Linked DNA regions of Mus musculus: all the other regions are linked to region 2. Evidence: chromatin contacts called from public HiChIP or PLAC-seq data. All regions are on one chromosome and are shown on one strand. Each heading gives the region's core, a stretch centred on a gene start, on an enhancer-like site or on the middle of the called end of the contact. The rest is flanking DNA. Distances are from core to core; before and after follow the strand shown.

Region 1 (3,115 bases), core at 584-3,083, 35 kb after region 2:
ATCTCACACATCTTTGGTGTGGTATGGCTTTTCATCCCCTCCACCACCCCTGCTCTGTCCCCTGAGTCCGTCTCCTCCCTCCTCCCCCTCTTCCCCTTTGGGAGCATAGAGTTTTTCAGATGGAAGGAAGCCCCAGCTCCCCTGGATGATGTTTCCTGTTTTCATGACAATGGCCTCTAGCCCAGGCAGCCGGAAGCATGAAGAGTGTCCTCTTGCTTCCCAGGTGTAACAGGAATGCATACCGCCCTTCTGGTTCTGAACTCAGAGTCAGGTTCCTAAATGAGCCCAGTAAAATAAACCAGAACCTTCCAATAAGATTTCTCATAATAGAGAGGCCATGGTGACTCTGGGTATTGTCCAGCTAGGAAGCTTCCAGAAGCAGTTGGAACAGACTCAGGAGAGAAGGCTTAAAGTCTGGAAAGGACAGAAACTTAAAATGATGCTGGTTTATCCTACCATATTTTCTCTCTTCATTTTTCTACTTACTTGGCTTTGAATTCCCAAATCTACTATATCTACTTCCCAAGTACTGGGACGCAAGTGAGTGCCACCTCTCCTAGATCAAGAGTATTTGCTCTTATTTGATTTACACACACACACACACACACACACACACACACACACACACACCACACCAGAATATGGAAAGATAAACCAAGATGGATACTTAAAACAACCGCTGAGACACAGATGGCATTAGCAGCCAGCATTCCTGTCTTTGGTCCTTATTAGGCTGGAACTACTGAGAGCTTCAAAGTGGTTTTGTTAAACATGGGACTCCTTCCATGGCACACATCTCGTGTGAAATGTGTGAAAAACAAGTCTTCAGGATGAAAATCTCCCTTTTAAAAGATTGATCATTTTTGCTATTTGTAATTACACATGCATATACTATATTCGGATAATCTCTCCACCCCTATTGTCCCCTCCTATCTTTGTTAACACCCTGCCCCACCTCCCTACCTGTCCCTTTCCCAGACTCATGAGGCCCTCTAGTTTTCAAACTTCTTCAACATCTAGGGTGATAATCTGTACCGATCTGTGCCTGTTGACTGAATCTTTTCTCTTGTCCTCTGGGTAGATCAACTGCAACGGTTTCACTCTCAGTGACCAGAGAGGGCTACAGGCAGTAGGTGTGGGCATCTTCCCCAACCTGGGCCTGGTGAACCATGATTGCTGGCCAAACTGCACTGTCATATTCAACAATGGCAAGTGAGTGCAACGGGGATTGGGCAATCTTCTACTTGATTTCAACCAAAGTCAAACTTGTAAACGTGGACTGCCATGCACTGCCAATGTTCGGCAACTCAGAGTCTCACTCCAGACCGAGGAGAGGCAGGAACTGAGGTGGATGCAGAAGAATTTTACCTTGTCCGTTTCTGAATCTCTAGGTCTGCCTCCGTGTATTGGATAAATCATTAACTACTGCTCTAAAACTTGACCTCTGGGATTATTTGCCTAGAGCCAAAAAAAAGTGCTCTGGCAGTAGCCTGTGCTAGCTAAGGGTCTATAAGAAAGTAGAAAGCACATTCAAAGGAGTAGAGTCAGACAGAATTTAGTAAAAAGACAATTTACAGGCATGTGGGCAGGGTTTGGGAAGGACCAGGCACAAAAGGAATAGGATCGATAAACAGCCTGGGGCCTGATGGTGCAGCTCAGGCTGGGGAGGTCTGGGGGGGGGGGGGGATGAAGCCTGAACAATGTGCTCGGAAAGATGGCTCCTTCCACTGAGCTGTGCCATACAACTGCTCCTGCAAAGAAGTTAGGCACTGCTGGAAATACGGGCTAACAACTTCAACCCCGTTCTCTTCCACTTGGCCAACCTCACCCAGAGGCCAAAGAGCAAAGGAACCCAGGTGACGCAGTCCTCAGGGTTCAGCCCTTTGCCCCCAGAAAGGCACAGATCAAAGACACGTGGGCAGACACTTGGATCTTGGGAGTGGGGCACATGACAGATGAAAGCCAACTTCGAGCCACCCACCAGCAGCTTTCTCCTAAACCTTCCTTGAAGCCAGAGACAGTGGTTTCTGGGTCTCAGCTGAGAACCAGGTTGAAGTGGCCACATAGCCAAGGCTATGAGTTCTTATTTCCTTTCTGTTCCTGACCCCAGTATCTAAAGCAGTTGAGAGAGATGACAAAGATTGGGAAAGCTTATTTTGGACTCTGAGAATAATATTTTCTAGCACATTGTACTCCAGGGTCTAAGCCTCTAGGGACAATTGGCCTAGACCTCATGGAATCTTTTTAGAGGATCTGTTACCCAGGTTTAGCCTGGTTGACTGAGTTAATCACACTTAGCTATGCACAATTCCCAGATGGCCCTTCTGTAAGTGCTGGTGACCCCAGGCCCCTATTCTGACTGTGTAATAATTAATGAACCTAGGGCCCGTGCTTCAGGGCATCTCTGGTGTCTGCTGTAGCTTCTTTGTATCTACTAACTGTGAGTGGTCATGTGTTCCCTGGATCTGTTTGCTTTTGTGCAAGGGAGAAGGTCATTACAGTCACTGCCTATCTGCCTGCGACACTGGAAATCAGCCTGGACATGGTATCAGTGGCCCCATTTTTTTTTTTTTTTTTTTTTTTTTTTTTTTTTTTTTTTTTTTTTTTCGAGACAGGGTTTCTCTTTTAGCTCTGGCTGTCCTAGAACTCACTCTGTAGACCAGGCTGGCCTCAAACTCAGAAATCTGCCTGCCTCTGCCTCCCAAGTGCTGGGATTAAAGGTGTGTGCTACCACTGCCCGGCTCAGTGGCCCCATTTTAACCACAATAAGTACTCTCTACATATGCAATTCAGAACTCTCCCCCAAAGAGAGTCACCAAAAAGGCCGTGCTTATTGATGCACCATGCTAGTCACTGGGACAGGAAAATCATCTCTACATTTTTCTCAGCACTCTCTTCTCAGTTACGTTGTCTTACAACAATCTCACTGTTGTACTCTAAGTGGACACTGAGGACCTGGGAAAGGAGGTCAGTTGTTCAGCAGTGAATCCCTCTGTGACTCCATTTTGTAACCCTGTTCCCAGTGCGCTCTCACTGTTCCGGGCAGCACCCTGGCAGGGGAGCCCAGCTAGCAGGGGTGAGGTTGGTCGTGACTGTCAATGCCCTGATTGCGTGA
Region 2 (3,312 bases), core at 221-2,720:
CACATCTACTGGGGTAGTCTACAGCTTTTGTGTTTTGGTAAATGTGTTGGTGAGAATGTCAAAACTCTCCAAACCTCCATCCATAAAAAGCGACTTAAATCACAATTTAACACGGTGCCCAGTGTCAAGTGCCTGGGACACCCCTGCCACACTTTAAGGAAAAGCTCTGGCTGTCAGGTTTACTGTTTATTTTAGCCCTCAACAGATGACACGCCTCCGTGTTTGTGATGCTGGGGTCTAAGGAGTTCTACCCACAGTAGAGCTCACTCTTAAAAAGCTAACAAATTCTGCCCGGTCCCAGGCCATTTTTGTTTTTTTTCCTGAGGTAGTGTTTCACTCTATAGCTCGTGCTGGCTAGGAATTCTCATGTAGACCAGGATGGCCTCTGCCCCTCCACTGCTAGGGATTTAAGGCGCTCAGCACCACGCCCAACAAAGACTCTAACTATCCCCTCATTTTAAGCTTATTTCCCACAGCTCAGCGGTCTTTCAGAGTCTATAGAAGCAATTCTTTGAAATGTAACTGGGATGAAGGAGGCGCCTAACTTCCTAGTTCTCAGCCGGCAGAAGCAATGCCTAACCCTTGGGGAGTTTTCACCTCTCCTGTCTACTTCAGGCCTTCTCTCCTTACACTTTTTTTTAAAGGCCAAAGTCACTCGGAGCACTCCAGAACACAGCTCAGTTCTGCTCCTAGTCAGTAGGGTTGGAATAAAATCTTGCTTCTCGCCACTCTCACACTGGTCAAAAAATGCTAAAACTCGGGTTACTACGGTCAAGAGACGTCTGGACATTTTTTTCTAACTCGTCTTCCTGGCAATCCAGAAGCCTAGAAAAGCTTCGGGGTGATCCGTCCCCTCCACCTCACCTCTCCTCTTCCTTGAGGAAACCTGGAAGCTCCCACCCTCCTGTCCAGAGCTCCCTAATTCCCCACTCATGCCTGTCGCTAAGTGGCCTGCTGGGAAGTCTCCTGTCCACGCTCCTGCACCAAACCGAGGCTGCTCTCTCCCGGGGTCGCTGGAGGACGGGGATTCCTCACTGAACCCCCACTGCCCTCGGCTCGGCCGCCTCTTCTCCTAGCCCCCTCGGACCTCGGCTTCCTCGCCAGGCCGTGAGGTCCCTCGGCCATGGCGCCGCGGATGCTGAGGGGTTCTGAGGAGAGAGTCAGGCGCTCCGAGGGGGGCCGCGCCCGGCTCTCGTCGGCCATTTCGAAGGCGCGGCGGGGCGGGGCCGGGGCGCTCGGCCTTCACCAGGCCGCGGGAGTTGAGGGCTGGAGCTCGGGCCGCCCCCGCCGCCGGGCGGGAACTCACCTTCTCTGAGGCAGGGGCGGGCGTCTACAACTACTGTCCCCCTCCCCGCCAACAACGCCGGCCGGGGGTCAGAGGCTGCGGTGGAGGTGGCGGAGAGGCAGAGACACCGCTGCCGCCGCCGCCGCCTCCGCCGCAGAGCAGGCGGGGTGGGAGGGGGGGAGGAGGCGGAGACCTGACTTCCTGAGGGGAAGTCGCCGCCACCACCCGCGGCTGACTGGACAGCGCCAGCGCCATGGCGGCGGGGGCGCGCAGGTGCGCGTGCGCAGCAGGGCGGCCGAGCCCTCGGGAAATTTTCTAGCCCCGCCCTCCATGTGTGCTCCGCCCCTTCCCGCCATTTCGGACTAACCGGCTCTGTCCGTGTGGGTAGGAGCTTGGGTGTCGGTCCTTCTTGCCATTGGAGGAAAGAAACCTAGTGACGAGGTTCAGCCCGGAAGCCAAAGTGAGTCTGGAAATGTATGGATCCACCGGCCAAAATATCTAAGAAACGCACATCTGCCTTTCCTCTTTCTTGTGCTCTTATATTAAGACTAAATATTAAGCACCATCCCTGCTCATGGTACGTTGCTAGCTAGCATAGTCCATAAATTCCCTCTTAGATTATACACGTTCGTGCATAGTATTCCTCAAAGCACACACACGGTATGCTCACCATACACGCTCCTATTACATAGATACAACATCACACAGGTACTACTAAAGTATATTTTAGTTTTCTTTACATGGTCATTATTTTGTGTGGAGCGGAGTGAGGGTGGGGCTCCTTTTACCTTATGCACCCCAGAAGTCGAACTCAGCTTCTGGGGCTTGGCAGCACACCGACCCATGTGTAATAGGGTCTTACTTTAGCTCAGGCTGGTCCCAAGCATGGATTGAAGTAATCACTTAAAAACCTCAGATGGACTGAGAAGCCCAGAGTTGACTGTTGACTGCTGAAGCTTCTGATAAGGAGATCCACATACCAGACCCGCTAGCCTCTCCCACTTCCTGACTGCAGGGGAACTGACCTGCAAATGGAATCTTCCAACCCCAAAGCTCCCTCCCTCCGCCTCCCCCCCCCCCTTTCAGTCCTACAAAACCCAACCCCTTACTCCCCAACACGTGCCACTTGGGCATAGTCTCACTTCCCTGAGAGACTGCAGCCCTTCAGTTCTGATTAAAGATCAGTTCTGTTTCAGGAGATGTCTGTCTACCCTTCATTTCCACTCGCCTTCACCAATCCCTTTCTATCATCTCTCAGTCTCGCAAGGGCTGAAATTTAACGAGTGAGCCAGGAAGCTCCACTAGGGTCTTTGGTTTTTAAAGCCGAAGACTGCTTTACTCCCAGGCTGGCCTGGAATACAGGATCCTTCTACCTCAGACTCCCAAGTGCTGGAATTAGAAGCCCCTTCACCCACTGGACCATGTTAAAGGCCCTGCTTCCGGTTAATACTACACTACTGTGTAAGTCAACAGGCTGCACTTGCTTCCGTTGCCAAGCATTGCCACTCCCCGACTGCCTAATAAACTCCGTCCGTAAAAGGCTTCACACAGAGACAAGCAGTCCATTAATGATTCCACGCTTATTAATAACACAGGGACAAGAGAGAACCTGAGGTTTTGGTCTGTGCTGTAATTAGACAACATATAATGGGCTATTATGTGAGTGACTTTCTCTCTTCCCTCTACCCTTTAAAAATATTTATTAATTTTATTTTTAAAATATTCTGTATTACATAAAAACTTACAAAGAAATAGAAACGTGGTGTTCCTAAAGATCTGCTCATAATCGTGTGTGTGTGTGTGTGTGTGTGTGTAGTGTGTTTCTTTTTTTGGCTTTTCGAGACAGGGTTTCTCTGTAGCCCTGGCTGTCCTGGAACTCATTTTGTAGATCAGGCTGGCCTCGAACTCAGAAATCCGCCTGCCTCTGCCTCCCAAGTGCTGGGATTAAAGGTGTGTGCCAGCCACCACGCCCTGCGTGTAGTGTGTTTCTGTGTGGAGACGGTATGTGCCCATGTGTGTGTGTCCTA
Region 3 (3,289 bases), core at 334-2,833, 51 kb before region 2:
AAACCCATTTGATCTAGAAAGCCCTTTTTCTTTGGCTTGCAACAGAGGGCCACCCTGAAGATCATGGCCAAGATATAATGCCAAGGACAGGCATGGTTAAACAGAGGCCAGAGGAGGTGTGAGCCCAGAAGAAGCAGCTGCTTGGCATTAATCCCTGCCTATAATTGTGGCTCGGGCCTTCCCTGGAACTGATGTGATGAACGAATCCCGATTCCACCCTCAGACCACTCGGAGCCTCTGATCGCATGGAAAGAGTGACTACTCCCCTGTGGCTGAGGTGCTGCTCCATCTCCCTTCCCCGAGTTTCAGGCTACCATTTCTGTCCCATCGCAGCCATTTTTATTGCTTTGGGTTACTGGCCTCTTTGGAGAAGTCAATATGAAGTGATGATGTCCATATAGATCATCACAGTGTGTCAGGCACAGTGCATGCGTTGTCTGATTTAATCCTCACCAAATCCTATGCCGAGAGACTCATTTTACACGGGAGCAAACAGAGCTTGAGGGAAAGCTGAACTCAAGGTCCCACAGTCTGTGAAGTGGACTGGCACTCAAACCGGGGTCCTAGACTGGGGTGAATGAACTCCGAGCCTCCCAATCGAGGAGACCTATACTCAAAGTGGGGCCACAAATACCCAGATGGTAGGGGCCTTTCCAAAGAGCCCAGAGGACACACACAGCCAGGCTTTAGGTCACATACAGTCTCATTTAATCTGCTTGGTAGCCTAGGACTCCATTTTCAGAGGAACCTGGTATTTCTAGAACGATCAGAGGTAGCTTTAGTGGCCTGAAAGAATCTTGTTTCATTTCTTATTTTGACCAGTTTAGCTAACCTGTTCAGAGGCAGGGACTGGCCTCCCTTGTTTCCCTCAGTAGTTGGGGGCTCTAGGAGGTACCAGACCCGTGGATATTGGAAGTCTTCTTCTAAAAAGCAAAGTCTCTGGGTTGACCACAATGACAACCTTTAGGCCACATCTCTGTGCCAGCTCCAACATCCCAACTGCAGTGCCGCTACTTGGGGGCGGGGGCGGGGGGGAATGCTGCAGAGCACACTGGAGAGCCAGGGGGTCATAATGAGTATCCTGCCATAGTTGTCCAATTTTCTAGAAGCACTTTCCCGGAAGTAATAAGAGTACGTCTGTAGGGCCTCTGGGGACTTCACGGGGCACATCCCGGTAGGCACCCTGAACATTTCCCCTTCGGTTTTAGATCTCTCTCTTTCCTTTTCTTTCTTCCATTTTTCCTTCCTTCCCTTTTAGTTCAGGCTGTAGGACAGAGGTGACTTCTGCCCTGGGCGTCTCAGACCTCTCTGGGTAGTGAGAAGGAATCTCCATTCCGGGTTCAGGGTCTCTGCCTACCGGCCTCCCCTGTTCTCACAGCCCAGCGCCTGTCTATTCCTCCTGTTGCTGAGATACCAGGCCTAAGTTCCCTGCTCTAGTGCAGATTGGGGGTAGCCCCACTCTGGGTCTTACCTGCCAGCTTCATACTGAAGACCAGCCAGAGCCATGGCTGCATCTTGGCGCTTTTGGGGACACTGTTCCCCTCAGTGCTCTGTCAACTGAAAGGTAGGTTAGGAGCCAGCTTGGGCGGGTGGGGCACCAGGAACGTAAGTGAGCTAAGAGGGCGGGGCCACCAGGGCAGGGGCGGAATCGTGATGTGTGTGTGTGTGTGTGTGTGTGTGTGTGTGTGTGTGTGTGTGTGTGTGTGTGTATGGAGTGCCTTCATCTTCATCCTATACAGCATCAAAGCCTTGACTTTTCAAAGAGCCCACCAGGACTCTTGTTTTCTGGTGAGAGGAAGTGATAGATCTCAGACTCAGTCATGCCAAGGGGTTGCACCTGTGTGATGCCTCTTGCCCCAGGGGGGAGCTCGGGACAGAACCCTGATACCTTGGGACAACTGAGTCACAGAGGCCAGCATGCGCCAGGCCTCATGGTTTTGTGAAGCTTGGCCCTAATTCAGACACGTCTTTACATTCGTTCTTTCTGAGCAGCTGGAGGAGGGGTTCATCTTGGTTTGAGGACACAGTCCATTGTGGTAGGGAACACGTGGTGGCAGGAGACAGAGGCTTTACGTGTGTGTGTGTGTGTGTGTGTGTGTGTGTGTGTGTGTGTGTGTCTCAGCAAGGAAAACAGTTATGAAGACCTCCCAGTTCAGAGTCCAGCTGGCCCTGGAGTGATGGAGATCCCTTGTAAGGGAGGAAGGGAAGTTAGCCAACACAGAGAGAAAGGAGGGAGAGAGGCAAGCTGGGGTGCCACAGAGGGGCTCAGACCTTGCCTGAAAGTGAGGCAAAGCCAAACCTGGACCTAGAGCCCTACGGACTGGGGTGTCTGTATGTCTCCCCTCCCCTGCCCTGCCTTACAGTGCTGTATGCCCTGAGGCTTCTTCATCAGTTTTGAGATCAAAGCCCCATCAAGAACCCATGAAGAACGGGGAGGCCTGTGGAGGCTGGCAGAGGTGAGTTGAGAGAGCTGCTGTCCAGGGAAACTGGATCCTTGGTGATCTGTCTGCTGGCGAGAGGGAGGCTGGGAAGGGCTGTGGGGGACATCCACCACAGAAGAAGAGCTAAGCGTGCATCAGGTAACCGCAGGACTTGGAAGGGAGACAAGTGGGCTAAAACAAGTTTGGGGCCAGCCTGGTATACACAGTGAGTTCAAGGCAACAGGGCTTCATAGAGAGATCCTATCAAAAATCCATCCCAGTGGATTTCTGAGTTCGAGGCCAGCTTGATCTACAGAGTGAGTTCCAGGACAGCCAGGGCTACACAGAGAAGCCCTGCCTCAAAAAGAAAAAAAAAAAAAGATTGCGAGTGTCATCTAGGCCGGAGTGTCATCTAGGCCGGCCCTGCAGCCAAGCACATTGTGCGCTTGAGTTTCAGAAGAGTGAATGGGGTAACCAGTGGTGGCTAAAGCTGGCAGTGGGGTCGAGACACAGGCCCCTCAGTGTCCAAATCCTTATTCTTTCCATCCGACTCCCTCCAGTTCCTGGTGACAGGGGCAAAAGCTGAGGCTTTTGAGTCCAGAGATTCTGGAGACAAAGAAGGAAACGGTCATGTCCTAAGCGCTGCCCTTGTAGTCCGGCTGGTCTCCACCATACCTCTTATCTGTTCCCAGGAGAATCTGCTAAGGGCCAGATGTACACAGCATAGGTAGTCCTAGGAAAACCACACAGTAGTAGCTCTCAAAATCAACGTAAAACGCACAGATCACAAAGTGGTCCAAGAGAGGTCACAGTATGTCTGCCGAGGAATGGATGGTATGATCGCTCCCCATCTTCCGCGTGTGCCAAAA

Evidence for each region. HiChIP or PLAC-seq counts read pairs in DNA pulled down with a chosen protein or histone mark.
Region 1: an H3K27ac HiChIP or PLAC-seq map of embryonic stem cells shows a contact between it and region 2, with 16 read pairs. The contact joins the enhancer-like site here to the promoter of Krcc1 in region 2. A contact is called at or near these places in 3 of 39 promoter capture datasets (liver and macrophages), 3 of 15 datasets of contacts at CTCF or cohesin (CD8 T cells, the G1E-ER4 cell line and the NIH/3T3 cell line), 13 of 484 Hi-C or Micro-C datasets (the G1E-ER4 cell line, the HL-1 cell line, brown adipocytes and 5 more), 16 of 115 datasets of contacts at active chromatin or transcription factors (CD8 T cells, the HPC-7 cell line, the SCID.adh cell line and 7 more) and 2 of 9 other capture datasets (adipose tissue and pancreatic islet).
Region 3: a contact with region 2 is called in an H3K27ac HiChIP or PLAC-seq map of embryonic stem cells, with 13 read pairs. The contact joins the promoter of Cd8b1 here to the promoter of Krcc1 in region 2. A contact is called at or near these places in 1 of 15 datasets of contacts at CTCF or cohesin (CD8 T cells), 3 of 484 Hi-C or Micro-C datasets (CD8 T cells, bone marrow-derived macrophages and effector CD8 T cells), 5 of 115 datasets of contacts at active chromatin or transcription factors (CD8 T cells, the SCID.adh cell line, embryonic stem cells and 1 more) and 3 of 9 other capture datasets (adipose tissue, liver and pancreatic islet).

Annotation. Positions count from the first base shown.
Region 1 is chr6:71,235,454-71,238,568 of GRCm38.p6, reverse strand. It overlaps Smyd1 (SET and MYND domain containing 1), which reads left to right. Exons shown (of 10, transcript NM_001160127.1): 3 at 1-21; 4 at 1,082-1,212. Among named protein-coding and RNA genes, the nearest start is that of Smyd1, 25 kb to the left of the region's middle. Within about 2 kb of position 1,833, at least 23 of the 459 cell types and tissues checked have an H3K27ac peak or open chromatin away from gene starts, as enhancers often do. A contact at or near this core is called in the HL-1 cell line, bone marrow-derived macrophages, embryonic stem cells and 5 more, where this site is marked.
Region 2 is chr6:71,269,835-71,273,146 of GRCm38.p6, reverse strand. Krcc1 (lysine-rich coiled-coil 1) reads right to left here and starts at 1,470. Exons shown (of 3, transcript NM_001354706.1): 1 at 1,307-1,470. It overlaps Mir8112 (microRNA 8112), which reads right to left and starts at 1,476; the gene lies at 1,346-1,476.
Region 3 is chr6:71,321,082-71,324,370 of GRCm38.p6, reverse strand. It overlaps Cd8b1 (CD8 antigen, beta chain 1), which reads right to left and starts at 1,583. Exons shown (of 6, transcript NM_009858.3): 1 at 1,472-1,583. The coding sequence starts at 1,514. Gm38828 (a long non-coding RNA gene) reads left to right here and starts at 1,714. Exons shown (of 3, transcript XR_869170.3): 1 at 1,714-2,036; 2 at 2,364-2,456.